Regions from separate parts of the Xenopus laevis genome. Here region 1 is linked to region 2. A link is a contact called in public Hi-C data. All regions are on one chromosome and are shown on one strand. Each heading gives the region's core, a stretch centred on a gene start, on an enhancer-like site or on the middle of the called end of the contact. The rest is flanking DNA. Distances are from core to core; before and after follow the strand shown.

Region 1 (5,521 bases), core at 1,147-3,646, 88 kb before region 2:
TGTATATCCTAGTAGCAATATCTAAATACAGTTATACAAATATACATCTATACAGGTATGAAACCTGTTATCCAGATTGCTCAAGACCTGGGGGTTTTCCAGATAATGGAGCTTTCTGTAATTTGGCTCTTCATACCTGAAGTCTACTAGAAAATCATTTAAACATTTAATAAACTCAGTAGGTTGGTTTTGCTTTCACTAAAGATCTTTGTTTGGATCAAGTACAAGGTATTGTTTTATTATTACAGAGAAAAAGGCAATTATTTGTATACATTTGGATTATTTTGATAAATTGGAGTCTATGGGATATGGACTCTCTGTAATACAGAACTTTCTAGGTAACGGGTTTCCAGATAATGGATCCCATACCTGTATGTAGAGAAGCAATCAGTGACTTAAGACTTGCACTTGCAGCCTAAACACATATTCACCTTCTGTGAGTATTCGAAACAGGCCTGGTATCTGCAGCTTTTCCATTACCCTCCGGGTGCCCATGGCTGAAAACCTATATTTTGCTTAAAAAAAGGATGAAGAACAGTATTTGGATTCTGCCCACTAGATGGCATGTGATCACTAATACAGTACAAAGCACGTGGCGCTGGTTTACACTATACAAAGAATGAACCTGCATTTCATACCTGGGATGTCACACTTGGAGCACTCCAGCAGATGTGAATGGTGGCCTCTGGAATGCTGGGAGTGGTGATGCTCTTGTACTGCTAGGGATATCTGTATAGTAATTGTCCATAGATGTCCATATGGCAGCTTGTCTAAGGGAAGCCTGAATTTGGAAGAGCTACTTGTACTCTCCAGATAAAACTCTCTGGATGACTTGTGAACCAGAAGGACAAGACTGGAATCAGGAACAGGCAAGGTCAGGACAAGGCAGAAATAGGTTAGGGCAAGACAGGATCAGAATAAGGCAAGGTAACAAGTCAAGGTTCAAGGTAAGGCAAGAGCAGGAACCCTTAGTTAGGGACGATGCCTAGTATGGGTAGCCAATGCTCAAGTTAGGAGGGCTGGGTTTATATAGGGCAGAGCAGCCCTGATTGGCTGACTGCAAACCAATCATTCTGCTGCTGGGCTGGGGTTGCAAAGGCCAGGTAACATACAGTGAGCAACTCTGCAGGCTACTCACCTGGCCCAATGGTTAAGGTGCAGAGCCAGAAACCCAAAGGTCCCTGTCTCGAATTCCAACAAAGCCTGACAGTTATCCAAGGTAAATTTTGCAAGGGTAACATGGGATGGGCAGTAAGGATAAATATCCAGTATTGCAAAACTTGTGAGCAGTAAGGTACACTTAACAATGCTATTGGGATTTAGTGGATGAGAAAATATTCCGCAAGTGGAAGTTAAAATCAAAGAAGACTTTATTTTAATAATATTAAAATAACAAGCAGGCATTAGTTACAGATGTACTTCCTACTCTATGACATGTTTAATCACCTTACCAATGCTAACAGGGGGTGCAGGTGCTCAAGCACCAGACCTTCAGCTTGGGGAGGTAATATCAGACATATGGAATTCAGTGGTAAGCTGGCACAGAAACTGGACTTCACTCCAAAATAGATACAAATAAAACGTTTTTATTACGCAAAAAGGAACATCTCTGAGGATGGCTTTACGCCTTATGGGCACTTAGCCATAGGCCTATGACTAAGTACCCATAAGGCACGAAACGCATAAGGACACCCTCTGAGATGTGAGGAGGTGAAGTCCAGTTTCTGTGCCAGCTTACCACTGAATTATATATGTAAGTTATCCAAGGTGTTTACCGACTGTTTGTCTAATGCAGGTGTTTTCCAAGCTTTTGCCGTAGATTGTTGAGCTACAGAAAAAATATCTAGATATGTATTACCTCCTGAGGTGTTTTTATTTAAAACAACATATACATTTAAAGATTCTTTTTCAAAGGCTGCCCTTAGGTTTGTGTTCCTGTCTTCTGGTGGTTTGTCTGTGTACAACCAACTTAGAAATGAACCTAGGAGAGGCAAGTGCAAATGGAGCACAAATAACCTGTCTAACCTCTTTGTACATAGGTGCAGACAATTCAAATAGCAGCAAGTGACACATTGATTATGCAAATGTAAAAGTACAATAAACATAAGACAATGTATTATTACATAATTAATATTTATGTCAGATTGCTGAACCAGGAAACCAGAGGTGTGGTTGAATCTACTAAAATGACCAATATGAATTGTGCAGAGCCATTGAACACTCTAACATCAGTTTGCTGCTCACTGGAACTCGAGGGGATAACTCTCTAACACCAATCTGGCTTGCAAACCAAGGATATTTAACTCGGTGCTCCCTTTGCTTTCCCAGCCTCTGCTCTAGAAAACCTTCCACTAGACGTTGGGATGCTGTTGGTGGGATTTGTTTTCATTAGTATGGATAGATTAGTGAAGTTGGGCACTGATATTGGGTGATCAGACCTGGCACTTAGTCGGCATTACAGTTCATTCCACAGTTGTTCAGCTGGGATGAGGTGGGGTGCAGTTTTTCCTCTTCCATCTCCACAGAGCAGTTTGTACAGATTCAGGCCATTAATCAATAGTGTAAATTTAAACAGACCCTCCCAAATGTAAGATTAGAAGTCCTTTTCATGTTATCAGCAGGATATTTCAGACCCAATGTTTATTTTTCCAAAACCTATGTAATATTCATTAATTTTCGTTGAAGTTAAACCAACTCCAAACATGGAATATGTTGGCACCTTATTTAAAAATACTAATAATAATTTGAACTATTTGGTGCCTTACCGATTTCCCTGATAGTTAGAGCTTTAAACATATTCTGTACTGTTGAAATAATATACACACGTTTGTAAAATCCACCGTTCTTTGGCTGAGAGCACAAACTTGTTGACAAGACGTAATAAAGGAGGGGCTTTTGGCAGAGCTTTATAGACAGTGTAGCACTGTTCCTGCTTTTCAGGTTTGCATCAGCCTCACCCACATCAACTCCATGTCTATAATAATTAGAGATTACCGGATAACTGCTGATAGTAACCAATACACACAAGCAAGACTGGACAGGGTTGATTAAAAGCAGGGGCGCTCAAACGTATTGAGGCAGGGTCTACTTTGAGTACAGTGTTACACTGCTGTGTGAAATGTTACTTCGCTGTGTTATAGGGAAATAAAAGAGGACATATAGCGCTGAGAAAATGTGATATTGTATTATACTCAATTACTCAAAATATCATATAAAAAGACATTATTTATTACCAAAATAATTCTGCTGGCACAGTTAAAAAAAACCTAAGCCGTAAAAACGTAAGACAATGCAAGTACTATGAGGGGCCCCACATCCTAAATATTATGTTGCACAATCAACACTGGTACTGGCAACAGGATAGGTACGTGCCTGGCTCCCACCAAGATTTGTGTCCTTGGTACGTGCTTCTTCTGCCTACCCCTAGTTCTGATTTTAAGTGCCAGCATATTCTGCAGAGCTGTTTAATAGGAATGTGTGCAGAGACGTCAACTCCAAGGCCTACAATTTTGGGGGAAACTGTGTATGCTGCTGCAAATATTTTCCATGTTCCAGCCAATGCACATGCCCACACGCTCCTTCAATGTAGCTGGAAAAAAACTGGAAAACCCATGGAAATGACATATAGTGATGAAAGGAAGTCCAAAACTGGGTCACTCAACAACAAAAACAAACAAACCCGGAGGAGATATGGGTGTATACATTCACCTCAACCTCTATTCTCCTAGTCTCTTTTCTTTACATACTATAATCTATTATCCCATCTATTTAGCTTCTTTGTACTCATAAAAATAGGGGATGGCCATGAAATAGGCCAAATGTTTAGAAGCAGGAGGACCCACTGACACCTGGGCCACCGGGAGTTTTCCTGGTATCCTGGTGGGCCAGTCCGACAATAACATTAAATAAGATACTGACCAATACAGGAGGTAAAAAGGCCCACAATCTATGCAATGCAGTCCTGTACACAGAGCCAGCTCCAAACTCTAAATATCCAACCAAACCCTAGTGGAAAAGAAAGAAATGAGCCAGAGCGGCTCACGCGTTGCCCCTTTAAGGAGCCAAAAAACAGCAGCAGTCATTAGGCAGGATCTCCCTCCTCACATCACGCGTTTGTGTAATCCCCAGGCTCCTCCCCCTCCACGTTGTTTTTTTCAGCCATCCTTGTACCTCCTCCCCCTGGATTATTGTGAAACGTGGCCTCACCCCCACACACCCCTAGCCAACAGCATGTGGGGAAAACACACTGATCCAGCAGAGAAGGGGACGCACCCTCCTAGCTGTAACTGTAACCCTTTCAGTGCCGGAATGCAACCTTGATTAGGTATTTTGAGTACATTTTATATATATATATATATATATATATATATATATATATATATATATATATATATCACTGTTGTATACTGCAGAGCTTTACAGATATTAGATATAATTCACATCAGTCCTTTCCTCAGTGGAGTTGACGGCAGTCTCTAACACACAGACATTTTTTATTTTGAGTGTTTTATGTGTGCTTAACACACAGATTTGAGAACATTAAAACACATGTAAGCTGGGTGTTTTTACTCACGTACATTCAGAACTGCCTTCAAGTCTCCTACATGTAACATGCTGCATTTTTGTGCGATTGACATGCATTCATAATACATTAGAATAGAGACGTGTTTGGACTTATAAAAACACATTTAGTTGTCTAAAGCATGTGTTTATGAATACAAAAAAAATGCTCATATATGACAGCCCTAAGTTCCTTCAAATACACTATAATCAATTTTAGAAAAGGTCAGTTAATCTGCCTGTATGTTTTTGTATAGTTGAAGGAAACCCAAGGACACAGGTAGAACATACTAACTCCTTGCAAATATTGCCCTGGCAGGAATGGAACCCAGGATCCCTAAATATTGCATCATGGTAGGACATAGTATTGTTACATATACTGACATACAGTTAGGTCCATAAATCTTTGGACAGAGACAACTTTTTTATAATTTTGGTTCTCTACATTACCAATGAATTTTGGTGGGGTTGAACAAAAAGATTGCATAAAAATGTGAGGAACTAAAGTCTTTTTTTAACACAATCACTTAATTTCTAATACTTGTTTGAAACCCCTTTGCTGGCAATGACAGCCTGAAGTCTTGAACTCATGAACATCACCAGATTCTGGGTTTCCTCCTTTTTAATGCTCTGCCAGGCCTTTACTGCAGCGGCTTTCAGTTGCTGTTTGTTTGTAGCCTTTCTGTCCGAAGTTTAGACTTCAACAAGTGAAATGCAGCTCAATTGGGTTCAGATCAGGTGACTGACTTGGCCATTCAAGAATATTCCACTTCTTTGCTTTAATAAACTACTGGGTTGCTTTGGCTGTATGTTTTGGGTCATTGTCCATCTGTTTTATGAAACGCCTCCCAATCAATTTGACTGCATTTAGTTGGATTTGAGCAGACAGTGTCTTCTGTCCTGTGTCACATCATGGATAAACACTAGTGTCCCAGTGCCACTGGCAGCCATGCACGCCCAA
Region 2 (5,198 bases), core at 2,137-4,636:
AGAATAAACTTGGACTTGTGCAGACAAACATCCTTCACCCCTGAACCTGCACATAGAATGTTTTTGTTGTGTTCATTAGAGAACTGGAGAATGTTGGCTTGGACATAGTCTCTCATTTTGCTTCTTTCCATTGTAGAATTCTAATTACCTTGCTGGTTGTTCCTTTCAGTAACCTTAGTGACCAAAAAGTAAATCAAGTGTCAAATTAGATCTTTAATACTTACCTTTCTACTTTGTTACTCATTCACAACTACAACCTGGTATCCAGGATTTGTAGGTGACAGTGGTAGGGGATGCTGCTGGAGGAACTGACAGGGAGTAAAGATCCTAAGTTATGCTGGAAAAACAAAGGCCTTGTAGTAAACTGAGAATACTAACTAGGAGTGTAAACTAGGAGTATGAGATAGTTCATATGAGTGGATGAGAACAGTTATGTGATTTACTGAGAAGGCTGTAGTTTGGGGCAGCCGTAGGGACCCAGGTAGTTAGAACCCTGTGTAGTGGGTGGAGGCAGCACTGAGACCTCCTTGTACACTGGGGCAGAAAACTCATGGCTTGGGTATTTACCTTGCGAAAATACTGTGATGTTATTTTATGATCTACCATAAATATCCTCCCCCCCCCCAGAAAAAAAAAAACTTCTATAGGGCATGGTGCAGAGTAGCAAACACTACTGGCCCCCCTGTAGGATCTGCTTCCTCTATTGTTACACCACTGTCCTGGTGCCTAATATATTTTGTGAAGGTGCGTGTAAGAGTTCTACTTGGAGACCATTTGCCTCCACTGTTCTGCAAGGTTCCGGCTTAAAGAGAGAGTCACACGGAACATTTTTCTGCTAGAAGAACAGTTGTTTCCATGTCTATATTGCTAAACACGCCCAGCAGACTGACTGACCTAATCTGACCATGTCTGTACAGCTTTAAATTGCTGTTGCCTATCTCATCCTAGGCAGAGACACACGTTCAGAATCGGGGAGATTAGTCGCCCGGCGCCAAATCTCCTCTTCTTCGTGGGGGCGACTAATCTCCCCGAACTGCCTCCCGCCGGCTAGAATGTAAATTGATGGCGGGATGGCAATCGGTGCGCTTCATTTTCCGAAGTCGTCCGAAGTTGCCTCACAAGGAAACTTCGGGTGACTTCGGAAAACAAAGCTCTCCGAGTGCCATCCCGCTGACAATTTAGATTCTAGACGGTGGGAGGCACTTCAGGGATATTATTTGCCCCGAAGAAGAGGCGATTTATCTCCAGGCGACTAATCTCCCCAAATCTGAGCATTTCCCTCTGCCCTAATGGTACTTCTTTTTAGGGCAGAGAAACAAGCTCAAATTCTGAGTGATTAGTCGCCCAGCGACAAATCTTTTCTTTTTCAGGGCGACTAATCTCCCTGAACTGCCTCCCACTGGCTAGAATGTAAATCACTGGCGGGATGGCAATCAATGCGCTTCATTTTCCGAAGTTGCCCTGCGAGGAAACTTCGGGTGACTTTGGAAAACGTATCGCTCCGAGTGCCATCCTGTCGGCGATTTACATTCTAGCCGGCGGGAGGCAGTTCGGGAGATTAGTCTTCAGTCAAGAGGAGATTTGTCTCCAGACGACTAACCTCCCCGAATCTGAATGTGTATCTCTGCCCTTAAGGTCAGTTAGAAATAGCACTAGTTATAACTTAAAATGTGAAGTCATTTTTATCTTTTATTCATAAAGGCAATAACATATGGCATGAGTTATATATGATTTTTCATATAGTAAAATATCAATGTGTATGTGTCTGTTTCATCAAGCTAAAGTAGTACAGATATGGGACCTGTTATCCAAAATGTTCCTGTTTGGAATCTTTCTGTAATTTGGATCTCCATACCTTAAGTAATTTTAACATGAATTAATCCCAATAGGATTGTTTTGCCTCCAATAATAATAAGTACAGGTATGGGACCTGTTAATCAGAATGCTCGGGACCTGGGGTTTTCCGGATAACGGATCTTTCCGTAATTTGGGTCTTCATGCCTTAAGTCTATTAGAAATTAATTTAAACATTAAATTAACCCAATAGGCTGGTTTCGCTTCCAGTAAGGATTAATTATATCTTAGTTGGGATCAAGTACAAGATACTGTTTTATTATTACAGAGAAAATGGAATCATTTTTAAAAATTTGGATTATTTGGATAAAATGGAGTCTATGGGAGCTATTTGGAGCTTTCTGGATATCGGGTTTCCGGATAAGGGATCCTATACCTGTACAAGGTTCTGTTTTATTATTACAGAGAAAAAGGAAATCATTTTTTAAAACTTGAAGGGGCAGATTCACTAAAGTGCAAATTTTGCCTGCGAAGGGTCCGCCACACTTCACGCCACTTCGTCAGATGTTAATCTGCATACGCTAATTCACTAAAATGCGTAAATTCATCCGAGCGAGCATTTCTTAACAGACTTTCGCTAGTGGACACTTCTGCCTAGCGAAACCTCATTAACACACGCTTAGGTCAATTTGAATAGGGTGGGTACAATAAGGTCATATATACGTCTATTAGTGAAGTGGCCACTTATTAAAAATGTCCAAAATTAAGACAAAAGAGATCCTCTAATGCCCTAGACATGAGCCCACCCTAAAACATATGTGGCATGCCCCTCAAATGGTTAAAAACATTTTAAATGAACATCTTTAACAGTTACCATTTTTAAAGAGAATTTCACTTTAAAATATGAAAAAATGCCAGCTTTTTTTTTCATTTTTATGATTTCGCATACAGGACATAATGTCACTAACATAAGATTGAGGCAGATGTAGCTTCGCCTGGTCTAAGCTGGAGAAGGAAACTCTGGCGAAAGGGATAACGTTCTCTAAAATTCGCACTTTAGTTAATTTAGTGAATTGTTCACCTGAGCAGAAATTTGCATGGTGTAAAGGAGCGCAATAGCATTAGCGATGTACTTTATGCCTGTACTGGCGATGTCCCTGCTGACGGGATTGCTGATGAATTTTCGCTAGCGACAGCCACTTCACCCTTTAGTAAATCTGCCTCTAATTATTTGATTAAAACAGAGTCTATGGGAGACAGGCTTTCTGCAATTTCGAAACTTCTGGAAACCAGGTTTCCATGTAATGGATCCCATACGTAATGTGTATGATAACTTGTCACCAAAAAGCTATAACAAGTGCAGCATCTGTGACTCTGCTGGGATTTCATACACAGGGTTTAGTTCCCATCCGCACAGCAGCCAGTGCTTTCAAACTGCGCAAAACCCAGCAAGCTTTCAGAAACACAATGATAAATATATTTCATTCTCTGTAAAGATCCTCCCCCCCCCCAAAAAAAGTCTTTCTGCATAAACAAGTTGGCGCGGAAAAGGGAGCGGAATCTTACACAGGAGCATCGGTTGCCATTGACAACGGTCATTTCAGGTAACTGCACTGCAGTTCTCTTGCTCAGCAGTCTGCCGGATAACTGCAATCCAGCCTTCCTGGAACTGGCATTTGGCAGAGTCTCAGCCTTCGCAGGGTTTTAATGGAAGTGAATACGCTGTCTGTCCCGAGGGGCTTATACTATATCTTGGGAAGGTCTGACGGGTTTTCTGTAAGGTGAATGCAGAACAAATGAGCACTTGTCCTACATGAGCAAGAAACATAATTATTCTTTTTCAGATTAGGTGACATCCTAATAAAAGAAACAGTTTTTCCATTAGTATCATAAGTATGTGACTGGCAAGCTCCGCCATGCTAGTTATGTAAGTGTGTGTGACGTCTGCCGTCTGCACAGACATGGTACTACCCTGTTAAAGGGCATGTAAAGTCTACAATAGAATAAGGCTAGAAATGCTGTATTTTGTATACTAAATATAAACATGAACTTACTGCACCACAAGCCTAATCAAACAAATAATTTATGCTTTCAAAGTTGGCTACAGGGGGTCACCATCTTGTAACTTTGTTAAACATCTTTGCAAGACTAAAGGTGGCCATACACGGATAGATCCGCTCGTTTGGCGATGTCGCCAAACGAGCGGATCTCCCTCCGATATGCCCACCTTGAGGTGGGCAATATCGGGCTGATCCGATCGTGGGCCCTAAGGCCCAACGATCGGATCCTTCACGTTCGCAAACGGGCGGTCGGATCGCGGGACCGCATCAACGAACAGATGCGGCCGCGATCCGACGGGATTTTTAACCCCATCCGATCGAGATCTGGCCGACTTTCGGCCAGATCTCGATCGGGGAAGCCCGTCGGGGGCCCCCACACACGGGCCAATAAGCTGCCGACTCGGTCTGTCGGCAGCTTTTATCGGCCCGAGTATGGCCACCTTAAGACTGTGCACATGCTCAATGTGGTCTGGGCTGCTTAGGGATCGTCATAAACAAAGCTGCTTGATTTCTGCATGGGTGGGAAGTAAGGCTGGGGCTCCCCCTGCTATTCATAAGTATGATTGTTTCCCTGCTCAGCAGTTAGGGACCGTCTGACAATTCCTATCCACAGCAGTAAATGAAGGGAGAATTTCACTGCATACAGTCAGGTTTCTTATAAAAACGGTACATATTTTTTAATCAAAGTATATTAGAGATACGTTTCTTTTTCATTAAAGAAAGTAAAAATGGGATTATTTTTTTTTTGCCTTTAAATCAGAATTGCTTTAGGTGATATCCTTGCAGCGTTTGTATAAATATGTATCTGCTCTCAACAGGGTATCTGACTCCGTCCAGTCAGGAAATTTCACAGATCAAAGAATAAAGCTTACCCTGGAGAACCTTCAAACGATTGTATTGTTTATTTCAATATACACAACATGTTTCGAGTCCAAGGACTCTTCATCAGGTGCTTATTACACAGTGCAAAAAAACAGAAGAATAAATACATCCCCAAATCCCATCATGTGATGTCAGCTCCACCCTCTGGCCAGACCATAATATTATCCAATACATCTTAAAGAGTACTGCCATCTTGTGGCCTACTCCAAAAACACACCTTTTTACCATATTAGTGTAGAAGTATACATAGTTAATCACAATACAGTGTATACATTGTTTCAAAAGGAAGTAGTGGTTTCCTACCCTTTGCAGATATAGAATATCTTTAACTGACGTAAATACAATGTTGCAGTTCAACTCTGCAGAAAAGAGACAAGCTTATATTAGTAACATATTCATATTACAAAAAACATTTTATACTAAAGGCATCATTCAATCCCCATGGTTCCATTGCATTAAGTG

Evidence for each region. Hi-C and Micro-C count contacts between places; a contact is called where the count stands out from the background.
Region 1: a contact with region 2 is called in a Hi-C map of the XTC cell line, with 5 times the contacts expected there. The contact joins two enhancer-like sites. A contact is called at or near these places in 3 of 4 Hi-C or Micro-C datasets (the XL177 cell line, the XTC cell line and animal cap).

Annotation. Positions count from the first base shown.
Region 1 is chr2S:38,706,061-38,711,581 of Xenopus_laevis_v10.1, reverse strand. No RefSeq gene overlaps it. Among protein-coding and RNA genes, the nearest start is that of mnt.S, 18 kb to the right of the region's middle. Within about 2 kb of position 2,396, at least 1 of the 7 cell types and tissues checked has an H3K27ac peak or open chromatin away from gene starts, as enhancers often do.
Region 2 is chr2S:38,619,074-38,624,271 of Xenopus_laevis_v10.1, reverse strand. No RefSeq gene overlaps it. Among protein-coding and RNA genes, the nearest start is that of mnt.S, 70 kb to the left of the region's middle. Within about 2 kb of position 3,386, at least 1 of the 7 cell types and tissues checked has an H3K27ac peak or open chromatin away from gene starts, as enhancers often do.